2 separate regions of the Ovis aries genome follow, and region 2 is linked to region 1. The links are chromatin contacts, called in public Hi-C maps. All regions are on one chromosome and are shown on one strand. The core of a region is the stretch at or near the end of the contact, and the rest is flanking DNA. Distances in the headings are between cores, read along the strand shown. Region 1 overlaps ARHGEF17 (Rho guanine nucleotide exchange factor 17). Region 2 overlaps RELT (RELT TNF receptor).

Region 1 (5,849 bases), core at 407-2,906:
CACCAGCTAGGCCCCTCAAGGATGAGAGCTTGGGAGGGAGGGCAACAAGGGCCAGAAGGGCCTCCCAAGGAAAGGCCCAGATACCCAACCTCCTGCAGGGAAACACCTCAGCGTGTCACAGACGTGGCCTCGCTTCAGCCTCACACTCACAGCTCCATGACAGCACTTGTCATCGCCAATACACCGGTGAAGAAGTCAAGTCAGAGAAGTGGCCTGACCTGTCAGAGGCCACACAGCCAGTGACTGGCAGAGTGGGTAAGCGAGTCTCCTCAGCCACCTCATGCTGAGACTTAGGGGCCAAGAACTCAGAGTTCTCACTCAGACTGTCCAGCCAGCCATGAGCCACAGGGCCCCCAGCCTGGCCCCTCCCAGCTGTGTGACCATGGGTGGTCACCTAACCACCTGGACTTCTACATTTTCCTTTATGAAATGGAACAAATAATACCTCCCTCCCAGTGCTGGGAAAGCGAGGACCTGAGGAACAGGGCAGCTCTCTGCACACACTGGGTCTTTAAGGACCATCCTCACTGTGTCTTGGCAAGGCTGTTTATCTACATCTGTCTCCCTGCTGGACAGGCAGCTCCGACTGTTGGATCAGGCCAGACTCGGCCCTGGGTGGCACAGCACCCCCCACGCAGCACTTCCCCAGCCCAGGCCTGCCAGGCCCAGCAGTGAGGGTCATGGGCAGGGAGGCCCCCTGAGGGAGGCAGGGCGGGTGCTGGGCCTGATGGCCCAGAGCTGGGGTTAGTAACTCATGCAGGGAGGCTGACGCTGCAACAGCCGCCTTTCCAGCCTCCTCCCTGCTCAAAAGCACAGCGGGCCGTCACTCAGCTGTCAGGTAGAGGTACGGAAAACAAGGCCAGCTCCCTGTCACTGCACTGGGCGCCCCTTCCTCACGTGCCCAGACACGGGTGTGAGTGTCAGTGGGGGCCAGGGGAAGCAGGGGACAGGCAGTGCAGCTGTCAACCAGATCAGCAGGCACACCTGTTCTGGGAGGGACAGCCCTGTAGGCCCAGCCTCCCCCAGAGCCTCTCACCCCTCAGCAGCCCCAACCCCAGACCTTCACTACACGGGGCCCTGAACGGGGAGGGGACGTGGGGCCCAAGGGGTACAGCAGGAGGACGGGGCGGGGTGGGGGTGAGGGGGCCCGAGGGGGGGGCCCTCCTACCAGTATAACTGGGACATCATGACCCAAAGCCTGAGACTCCTACATATGCGGCATGAAGACAGAGACATGTGTACAGAGAGAAGCTGTAAGGCCAGACACCCCGCAAAGAGGAAAAATGCATCCAGGTCCTTAGAGAGACACACAATAGGGCATAGGGAGGAGGAAGGACAAAACCACAGCCCCCACTGGAGCCCAGGAGAGCGGAACAATCGAGTCCAGGCCCAGAGAGACAAAGCACAGAGACAGCGGGTGGAAGCTGCCCCCTCCCCCGCAGGGGAGCACACACGGAGCCAGGAATGGGGACACCACCACTGCCACCCCAGCACGACACCTCACAGGCCCAGTGACTCCAGGGAGAGGATGGCAAGGAGGGGAGCAAACCTGACCGCCCCTTACCCCGCAGTACATACGCTCATCCTGAGACAGAGGCTGGCAAAACCTCCTCTCCCTGAGCCTGTGGACCCAGGGTACCCTGGTGACAGTCTCAGCCTCCAGGCTGACCTGTATCGGCGCTCAGCACAGGACTGCCAAGCACTGCTGGGTTTCAGGGTGCAGGCCTGCTACCCAGCTGAGCTTGCCAGCTCTTCTGCCATCCCCAGTTTGCATTCTGGTGGCACCAAACCTCAGCATCTTGCTAGCCACACCACCCCTGCCAGGACTTCTCACACACCTTCCATCTCCCTGCCACCATCACTGATCACTGAGTCCCCAGCCCCACAGCCAGGCAGCTGCTGGGCCCCAGCATCTCTGCCTGTGCCATCCCCAGTCCGGGGCGCCTGACTTCTAAGCCTTGGCCCAGGTCCCTCAATGCCCCTCCCCCTCCCCGTACCTGGGCCTCCCCGGGCTCCTCAGGGTCAGCGCTGTTGCTCCCCCCGGCGGGCTCCCCGGAGGCGGCGGCCGGGCCCAGCTCGCGCATGTCTTCCAGCGCGATGGTGAACTGGGCCAGCGTCTTCACCATCTGTAGCATGCGGCCGGCCCGCCGCCGCCGCCGCCGCCGGGGCGGGGGCGCCGGGAGTCGACGGGCCCCCTCCCTCCCACCGAAGCTCCCTCCGCGGGGCTCAGCCGGGCCGCGGCGGCGGCCGTGCGATATCAGTTCCAGCGGCGATCTGATGGCGGCGGCCGGGCCCGCGGCGGCGCTGTAGCCTCCTCCGCTGGGCGAGTGCGCCCGGCGAGCCCCGCGCGGCGCCGCCGGCAGCGCGGAGGGGAGGAGGGAGTCCCCCGCCCCCGGGCCACCCCGCCCCCTCCACTCGGGCCCCTCTCCCCCAACACGCCAAGGGCGCCCCGCCTCGCCCCCGCAGCTTCGCCACACGGCGGCCTCCGGTCGCAGACCTATCTCCCTCTGTGGACACAAGTCCGCGCACACCCGTGGACAAAGGCGAGTACACTTTTTTCCCACACCTGTACGCACGGAGGCACACGCAGGGACATGCAAATGCCCACATAGAACCAGCCCACATACATGGATGCCTGCCCTCGGTCCTCGATTAGTATACACGTGTGGGTCAGAGCCAAGGACACACACAACAAGATAGTCCCATACAGACCTGAACCCTGACACACACGTGAAACCGCCCCAGTGCTGCACGCAGCCACACGTGCTTCCATGTTCATGCAACTATAACCAGGCACAAATAGGCACACAAATTTAGGGATGTGCACACATACACATCCCTGGAAACTGCTGCTGTCCTCCATCCAGGGACACAGCACTTGGACCATGGAGCAGACTACCAGGCAAGGGCGTACCCTGAGTCACTCTAACACCTGCTCCACCCAGTAGACCTGTGTCCTGTGCTTGAGACAGTCCAAGAGACTTCGAGTCCTATTCCTCTCCACCCCATCCCACTACCACCATGGGTAGGGGGCTCAGGCATTTATAGGCACAGCCCCCCCCCCCCACCAGACTGTCCTCCAGGATGCCTCCTGGCAGGATCCTCAGAAACTGTTCCCTAAATGCCAGGTGGTGCCCAAACCTATTCCAGACTGATTTAATCATGAGGGGCACACGTGAGCTTGGTTTTGTACCAGTTTCTACCTCACCATGGGGCTCTGATGTGCCCTGCAGCTGCCTGGGGAACTCATAATTCCCTAGTATACTGAAGGCTCCCACACTCACCACACTCCTAACGGATTCTCTCCCCAAACCTGCTTCCCTGTGGGTTTCCTGCACAGTGGAGAACTCCTGACTCCATCAACCAAGCCAGTCCCAGTCCCCACAGCTCCCCCATGCTTGAGAGCCCCTTCCCCTGCCACTTCCATCTTAACTGCAAGAAACAAACCAGGCTCTCTCCTACCCCAGGGCCCTGGCCCTTGTCTCTTTTCTCTCCTACAAGTGCTTTTCTAAAATTTATTTATTTGGCTGCACCAGGTCTTAGGTGTGGCATGAAAACTCTTAGTTGCAGCATGGGGGGGAGGGGGTTAGTTTACTGACTAGGGATCAAACCCAGGTCCCCTGCATTGGGAGCATGGAGTCTTAGCCACTGGACTACCAGGGAAATCTCTACAAGTGCTTTTTCTTTTCCCTTAAGACTAGTCATAGTGCAAATGTCACCTCAGGGAAGCGTTCCCTGAACCTCTGATTAGGTCAGGTGCAGCTGCTCTATGCTTTCAGAGAGCCTCAGTTTTTCTTAACCAGGTATCACAGATTAAAATTATACATTTGAGCTAGATTGATGCTCCTCTCTTCCCAAGTGACTGTAAGTTCCTTGAGGGCAGGGCACACAACCCTTTCACAAGCCATAGCCCTCTGTGCATAGATGCTGGCTAATGAAACAATAACTCCAGCAATTCTTCCTTCTCCCTTTCCCCACACATCAAGCAGTCACCACCTAGAGGCAAAGAGCCCATGCATGTCCCAGCTCATAAAACTTTCCTGGCATCCCCATGGCACAGGATCAACTCTTCCTGCTGGCCCTTGCAGCCTCCTATCCTGCTCTGCTCCACTGCCTCCCCATTCCCCTGTTTGGCCCTCAACTAAGGTGAGTCCACACCCCACACCCCTGGCCAGTAGTAGCATCTTCAGAGTCCCCAGATATCCAACACTAAAATTTTAACTCCCCAACAGACCAACCCCATGTAACCAACAATGAGAACAGGCATAGGGAATTCCAAGAAGGTAGCAAGAGAAGACCGAGGTGACCTGCACCTGGCAGGGGTCCCAGAGCAGCGCGCACTAACTACCCAGAGCTGGGGGTGCTCCCACAGGCTATACTAGGGGGTGGAGCCTGACACCTGATGGGTGCTCACTAAGTCTGCCCTGCAGAGTGAGGGAAGCACTGATGAACCCATCTGTCTCTCCTGGGTCTCATGAGAGCTCCACCCTAAGCAACTCTTGAGCCAGTCCGCTGGGTGAAAGAACAAATGCAGGCAAGAGTGGGTGCTCTGCGTGAACGCCCTTCCTGGTCCCTCTCTAGCAGTGGTTCTCAAAGTGCGTCCCTGTGCAACTCCTGGGGCTGTGTTAGAAATGCACACTCTCAGCCTCCCTGACACCACCCAAGGAGGCAGAAGCGGGGGTGCTCCGGGACAGCCCAAGCCCTCTTCTGCCTCTGGTTTGGGACCAGTGAGACTCCCCACTTGTCACCTTCTGAGTGACATGGACTGTGGACTTCCCTAGGGGCAGGGCCTGCTCCTCTTCCTCCTCCTCTTGGGCTCGTAACATTGGGGGGAAGGTTGGGAACAGCCAGACCAGTTAATTGAGTGATGGTTTGAGCAAGGAGGATGGACACCAGTACAAACAGCCAGGTCCCAAAGGTAATCCCACATGAGTAAAAGGAACAGTGATCCGAAGGCCTCACCCCAGGCCCATTGCTTGATCACTGCAGCTACTTAACTCCACATTGGCTTTCTCTCTGAACACCTCCTTCCCTATTTGACCCTCTCTCCAGCTATATGACCTGGGCCTTATTTCCTCTAGTGGCTGCGAGGCAGTGCCGAGCTGGGGCTTGTTAGTGAGTTGCATTCATTCCCTCCCTCACTCCAGCAGGACCAGGCCCTGCAGAGATGAATCCATTCTGGCTGGCACCCAGGAGCTCCCAGACAACACACAGGGCTCAACAGAGGGAATCACTCATGCCTCAAGAAATGGGGGTGAGGGGTATTCAGGGAGGGCTTCCTGGAGGAGCCAGGCAGGTCCCAAGGTCAAGAGATCCAGAGGCAAGTGGGTGCCCAGAAGGCAGAGTTCACCAGAGGCCCCTGCCCTGGAGAGCGCGGTGAGGCCTGGTGCTGACGGCACTGCGCGCTGTGGCTGCTTCATTAAAGACGGCTAATTAGATCCAAGCCCATTGCCGTGGCAACACAGGGGCCAGTGGGGGTGGGGAGATGAGGGGAGCTGAGAGAACAGGAGCGCAGAGTGCTGCATCAGGCATCTCCCCTGTATCAGCACAGGTATCAGAGCTCCTCAGAGTTGGTCAGCTGGGGTGGAGGCTGAAGACACGCCCGGGCAGCTTGGATTCTGTTGGAGCTCCTCTGAGCTCCCATTTCAGGCACAGATTTCTTTTCCTTTTGGGTATTTGCAGTTGTTTCAAGTGAATCTGGCTCAGAATAGTTTTTGTTTAATTGTTCAGGTAGTTGGTATAGGCCCATCTAGTCCCCCTCTTCATACCCTAAACCCCACCACACCCCATACACCACCCTCCCCAGAAGCAGGAAAGGGCTCTGATCCACGAGGCCACTGCCTCACTCC
Region 2 (5,193 bases), core at 1,055-3,554, 45 kb before region 1:
GGCAGCCCCAGGGGAGACTTGAAGGTGGAAGCCCTGAAGCAGCAAAAACTGGGTCAGATAAAGCTACTAGTGGGAGGGGCGGCGTGGAGTCGAGCTCTCCACCCCCACAACCCAGCCCAGAGCCTGCGAGGCGGGAAGGCCCTGTGCGCCGCGACGCTGCCACCCCCACTTCACAGTCAAAAAAACTGGGACCCAGTAATGGCCAGGGGCTTGCCCCAGATGAAAACCCAGAACTCAGCTCCCAGCCCAGGTCCTTTATAGGACCTGTCAGAAAAGAACGGAGCGGTCCCCCTACAGAGGCAAGGGTGGGGCCAGGGGTGCCAGGCAGAGGGCCCTTCCCCACCACAAGGCCTAGCCGCCCGGTGGAGCAGAGGTCAGGGCAGGGCACAGGCTCAGGGACCTGCGGGGAGGGAAATGGGTGGCAGGGACGGGGAGCCTTCCACCTGCTCTTGCACACAGCACCCGCCGGCCGGCCTGCCTGTCTCCTCACCAGGGTGGACACTCCCACCTCCAGGCCTTGGCGGTTTTGTCTGCTGGCGTTTCTGGATCCTCATGGGCCCAGCTGCAGCTCCACCTTCTCCAGGAAGGCTTCGGAACTGCTCAGGGCAGGGCTGCAGGGTCCTCAGATGGGACAGCCCCTCAGATGACCAGGTTGCTCTCACTTAGCCGGACCACATAGCGGTTCTCCTGGGGGACAGGGGTGAGGGGTCAGAGCTGTCGGGGCTTCTGGCTCCAAGAAAGCAGCCCCTGCCCAGTGCCCTCTGGACTTCCACCCTTGCCTTGTCCGCCATGAAAGTGGCCCAGGTGCTGACAAGACACCTTCCCACTCGGGTCCTCACCTCGGCCTTGTTCTCTGCTGGGGGCTTCGGCCACTTAGTGTGGCTTCCACCACTTCCTAGAAGTGCCCGCTGCTCACTGGGGAGGCCAGGTCGTGGGGAGTTGGGGAGCTCACTCCCTGAGGGCCCAGCCTCCATGATGGTCTTCACCTCGGAGCCCACTGAACTCACGCGCTGCTCGGGAATTCGGGCCACACGGAACCTGTGAGGAGCAGTGGTGCCACCTTCCCCCGTTAGAGGGGGATCCCCAGGCATGGAGAGCGCAGCACCCGCCAGGGTCGCACAGCAAGTTCCTGGATCAGAGCCTGAGCCCTCCCATGTCTGCCCACCCACTGCCGGGCTCCCACCTCTAGGCCATGTGTGGCCAGGCTCTTAGGTGTCTTGGGGGCTCAGGTGTTATCGGGGCAAGGACCCTGGCCACCCCCACTGCAAAGAGAGGCCCACTGAGACCAGGAAGGGTGGGGTTGCCACCAAACCTGCTGCTCACGGATCGACCAACAGCCCTGCCTCCCCGACAGCCATCAGGGGGTCACCTGTGGTCTGTGCCCCCCTCACCTGCCCACAGACAGGATGGTGATCTCGCCCTGGCGTCCAGCCTTGGGGGTCCTGGCTGGGTTGGGCAGGAGTCTGGGAGCAGGAGTGGTGGCAGCTGCGGCCTCAGGGGACAGCAGCACCTCGGGCCACTTCTTCTGGCTACAACGGGAGCAGCAGGGGCCCGAGAGTGAAGCCGGGCCCTGCACGGTGTGGAGGTGCTGGCGATGCGGGCAGACGTGCGGCATGCTGGGGGGGCCCGGCGACAGCCTGTGGAGAACACAGGCGGGAGGGTCACAGGGTGGGGCAGGCCCAGGAGACCCCGCAGTGACAGGAGGGGAAACGCACCCCAGGGGCGAGTCCCCAGAGGCAGGCCGAGTACCTGCGGTCGGGGGCCCGCCTGCCCGCTCACCTGGGCAGAGGCCGGTGGCCGGTCTGCACCAGCTGTCGGCTGTGGTACTCCTTCAGCAGCTCCTCCAGCGCCGCGGCATTCTCTGTGGGCAGCTGCTCTCAGCACCTGGCTCTGGGCAGCCAGGGAGGGCCCGCCCCCACACCAACCCCTGCCCACTCACCCCTCCCCAGCCCCGGCTGTGTGCCTTTTCCTCCCCAGCTCACCGAGCAAGAAAGGGCAGCACCGCCAGCCACACCGGTCAGAGGGCCAGGCTGCCCGAGGCGCGCCGGCGGGGAGGGGCAGAGCACCGCTTGGCGCGGGGATGGGGCCAGACCTCCCTCCTCACCTTTCTTCTCTGTGATCAGGCGCACCAAGACCCCGATGGTGTCCTCACTGGTGTCCTCAGGCCGGCAGGCAGGGCTGGTCCCTGGAGGAGAGAGAGAACCACCAGGATTCCAGGGAAGAAGCGGGTGGGACCCTCTCCTGCTCGCCGGCTACGCCAGGACTTGGCAGCAGAGGGCGCCCCAGGCCTGGGTGTGCGCGCCTAGGGCCTCAGCTCTGGCCCTGAGCTGTTACCACCGTCACTGCTCAGCGCCACCGCTCCGGCAGCCCCAGGTGCTGAGCGGTTTCAGGGCCCTCTGAACTCCACCATCCTGCACAGTGTATGGGATGGGGGCCAGCCTCTCCCAGGGCCTGCCCTCTCCTCAGCCTACAGGAGCTGTGGGCGGGCTCTCCGCCCAGAACCCCCGCCAGCCCCAACACACTGCCTGTCACACTCTGTCTTTGGGCCTGTCACTCCGCCCTGTCTTCTTCGTAACTAACCAAGGGCCCAGACCTCAAGGGCACGAGAATGGGCCAAACAATCAGTCCTGGGCCAGCAGCAGAGTCCTAGGACTTGCGCCCAGGCAGCAGCCAGCCAGTTAAAGGGAGTCCTAGGCTAGGAAAACAAGTGCGGTTCCAGGCTGAATGGCCTGCCCAAAGTTCCCGTCCTGTCCCCATCCTGGCCCTGCAGAGTCAGGGGCTGGAAAGGGGACTGGCATGGGAGGCACCATTCAGTCTTGACTTGGCCACTATGTTCTGTGAACAGAACTGTATGCAAGCAGAGGCCCTGCCCTGCTGGCTCTCAGGGGACAGCGTGGGGCGGGGGGAGGGAAAAAAGAAAAGGGCCCCAGGGCCCTAGGGGAAGGGCAGGAGGAACATCTTTCTCTCTGGTTCCAGGGCTTGTAACTCAAACCACAGCCTGGAGCTGAAACCAGAGCCTCTCATGGTGCCTGTCCAGGTCAGGTACCCTGCCAGCCCTTCAGGCCAGAGGCCAGAGGTCACCCTGAGTACCCCAGAAGCAGTCTAACCTTTGAACTACACACACAACAGCAGCCCCAAAGGGGTCCACACTCCTCCAGCTGGGAGGGAATCCCGCTGCAACCCCTTGACCTCCTCTCTGCCTGTTCTGCCCCAGCTGCCACCTTGGGCCATCTCAGCCTTCCTTCCACTTTATCAGTTTGCCAATGTGCTACATCTCCAGGAAGCTCTCCTGATCACCCTTCCAGGCCAAGTAGAGCCCCTCAGGTGACCCTAAGCTGAGCTAGGCTGGGCCAACACAGGCCCTCTGGCCTCCCCACTCGACCCTCGCGTGGGCTCACCACTGCCTCCGCCTCCGGGGCCAGGCCCGACCTCCTTCTGGGCCGTGCAATGGTAGCCCTTCCGCTTGAGCAGGTTACACACCAGGATGCCCAGCAGCCCCATGAGACAGAAGATGGGCACGATGGCGATCACCGCGTACTGGGCAGCTGTCTCCTCGGGGCTGCCCGCCCTCGTGCTGTTCCCAGGCTGCCACGTCTCCCCTGCACTGCCGGCCCCTGCGGCCACCTCCACGCCACGTCGGACCCGTTGCCCCCGTTCTGAGCACCACAGAGGATGGAGGCAGGACAGAGGCAGAGAGGGAGACACTCAGCGAGGCCCAGGGCTGAGCCATGGGGCAGGGGTAGGGTTTGTGGCACTGACAGGTCCACAGCCACCCACCGTCCACCACACTGGGGAAGCCAAGGCCAGCTCAGCCCCTTCCTTTTTGGCCACTTGACCATCAGGATGGCTAGACCCTGAGCCCCCCATCTAGGCCAGAGGGGTAAACAAAAGGCAATGGTGTACACAGGGACACCAGATCCTGCCTCTCCACAAGCCTGGCCCACGGGTTAGTCTCCTCAGAAAGTGACCAACTCCACGGGTGAGAGGAGGTGCATGCATGTGAGCGTGTATGCTCACACTCGTCCATGTGGGTCACTTTGAGGGGGAGAAGGAAGGACAGGAGACAGGTTGGGACGTGAGTCCCCAGCTGTGACAGCACCTGCTGGACAATCTCTGCCCCTCGGAGATGGAGAGAGAAGAGACAGCCAGCGGACCAAGTGGCCACGTCCCGCTGGATAGCCTGGGCTAGGGGAGTGAGGATCCCACTGCCCCAGATGGACGCAGAGGGGCCCTCAGGCTCAAGCTCGCCAGAACCCTTCCCACACACCCCCACCAGTCCTAGCCCCTGTCTGAACTCACCGTGACAGCTGCGGCCACCCAGGGGGGTCCGGGCGCACGGCTGGCAGGGAACACCCGGGGCCTCTGCAGGGGAAAACCACCTGCAGGGAGGGAAGATGTTACTGAAGCCCAAAGGCCATCCTCAGAGAGGCTGGACCTTCCCCACAGGCACCCTCACCGGTCCCGACCCACTCCAACCACAGATGGGAAGTCTGGGACCCACTCAGGGGCGAGTGAGGCTGGGACCCCTGGATCTCAAGTCCTGGCCACCTGGTCATGAGCCCCCTCGCTCTACCCCATGGCTTACCCAGGCTGGCAGTCTCCACATAGTGCGTCTTGCGTTGCTGTGCCCTCCTGGGCCTCCAGCCTCCCTCGAGAGCTGCAGTGTGAGTGGGGCTGGCACGGCCGAGAGCCCCAGGAAGCCGAAAAGGTGCCTGGGGGGCAGGACCTACATAATGTGCCCCGCCCCGGTTCCTGCAGGAGGGAAAGAGTGAGAACAGAGCCAGAAGCCAGGCCTGAGTCCCTGCCCCAGCCCTCGACAGTCTTCCCAGGAGAGGCCGATGGGCAGGGCGAGCTCACCACATTGGGCTCCTGCCCGGGTGGGCACTGCCGAGGGGCTGTCGACGTAGCAGTGGCCAGAGGCCAGGGCAGCAGCTAGAAGGGCATAGGGCAGGACACACTCAGGGCAGAAAGCACCAGGGAAGGCGGCGCCGGGCCCACTGACCCGCTGCCCGCCGCCCCTGGCACAGGGCAGGACACACTCAGGGCAGGAAGCACCGGGGCATGGCAGCGCCGGGCCCGCTGTCCGCTGCCCCAGGCACAGGGGCCTCCGGTTATGGGGCCGCCCCAGGCTTCGGGGGCACCCTCAAGACGCAATCCCTTGTGCCCCAAGTCCAATCTGCCTGCCTCAGCCCT

The links. Hi-C and Micro-C count contacts between places; a contact is called where the count stands out from the background.
Region 2: a contact with region 1 is called in a Hi-C map of hypothalamus, with 3 times the contacts expected there. The contact joins two enhancer-like sites. A contact is called at or near these places in 7 of 16 Hi-C or Micro-C datasets (blood, hypothalamus, liver and 2 more).

The regions. Positions count from the first base shown.
Region 1 is chr15:51,552,483-51,558,331 of ARS-UI_Ramb_v3.0, reverse strand. All of the region lies in intron 1 of ARHGEF17 (Rho guanine nucleotide exchange factor 17), which reads right to left. Among named protein-coding and RNA genes, the nearest start is that of RELT, 30 kb to the left of the region's middle. Within about 2 kb of position 1,656, at least 6 of the 54 cell types and tissues checked have an H3K27ac peak or open chromatin away from gene starts, as enhancers often do. A contact at or near this core is called in hypothalamus, where this site is marked.
Region 2 is chr15:51,598,457-51,603,649 of ARS-UI_Ramb_v3.0, reverse strand. RELT (RELT TNF receptor) reads right to left here. Exons shown (of 11, transcript XM_027979523.2): 3 at 4,858-4,932; 4 at 4,586-4,752; 5 at 4,300-4,379; 6 at 3,399-3,656; 7 at 2,105-2,185; 8 at 1,780-1,861; 9 at 1,392-1,637; 10 at 840-1,038; 11 at 1-687. The coding sequence ends at 640. Among named protein-coding and RNA genes, the nearest start is that of RELT, 15 kb to the right of the region's middle. Within about 2 kb of position 2,304, at least 26 of the 54 cell types and tissues checked have an H3K27ac peak or open chromatin away from gene starts, as enhancers often do. A contact at or near this core is called in hypothalamus, where this site is marked.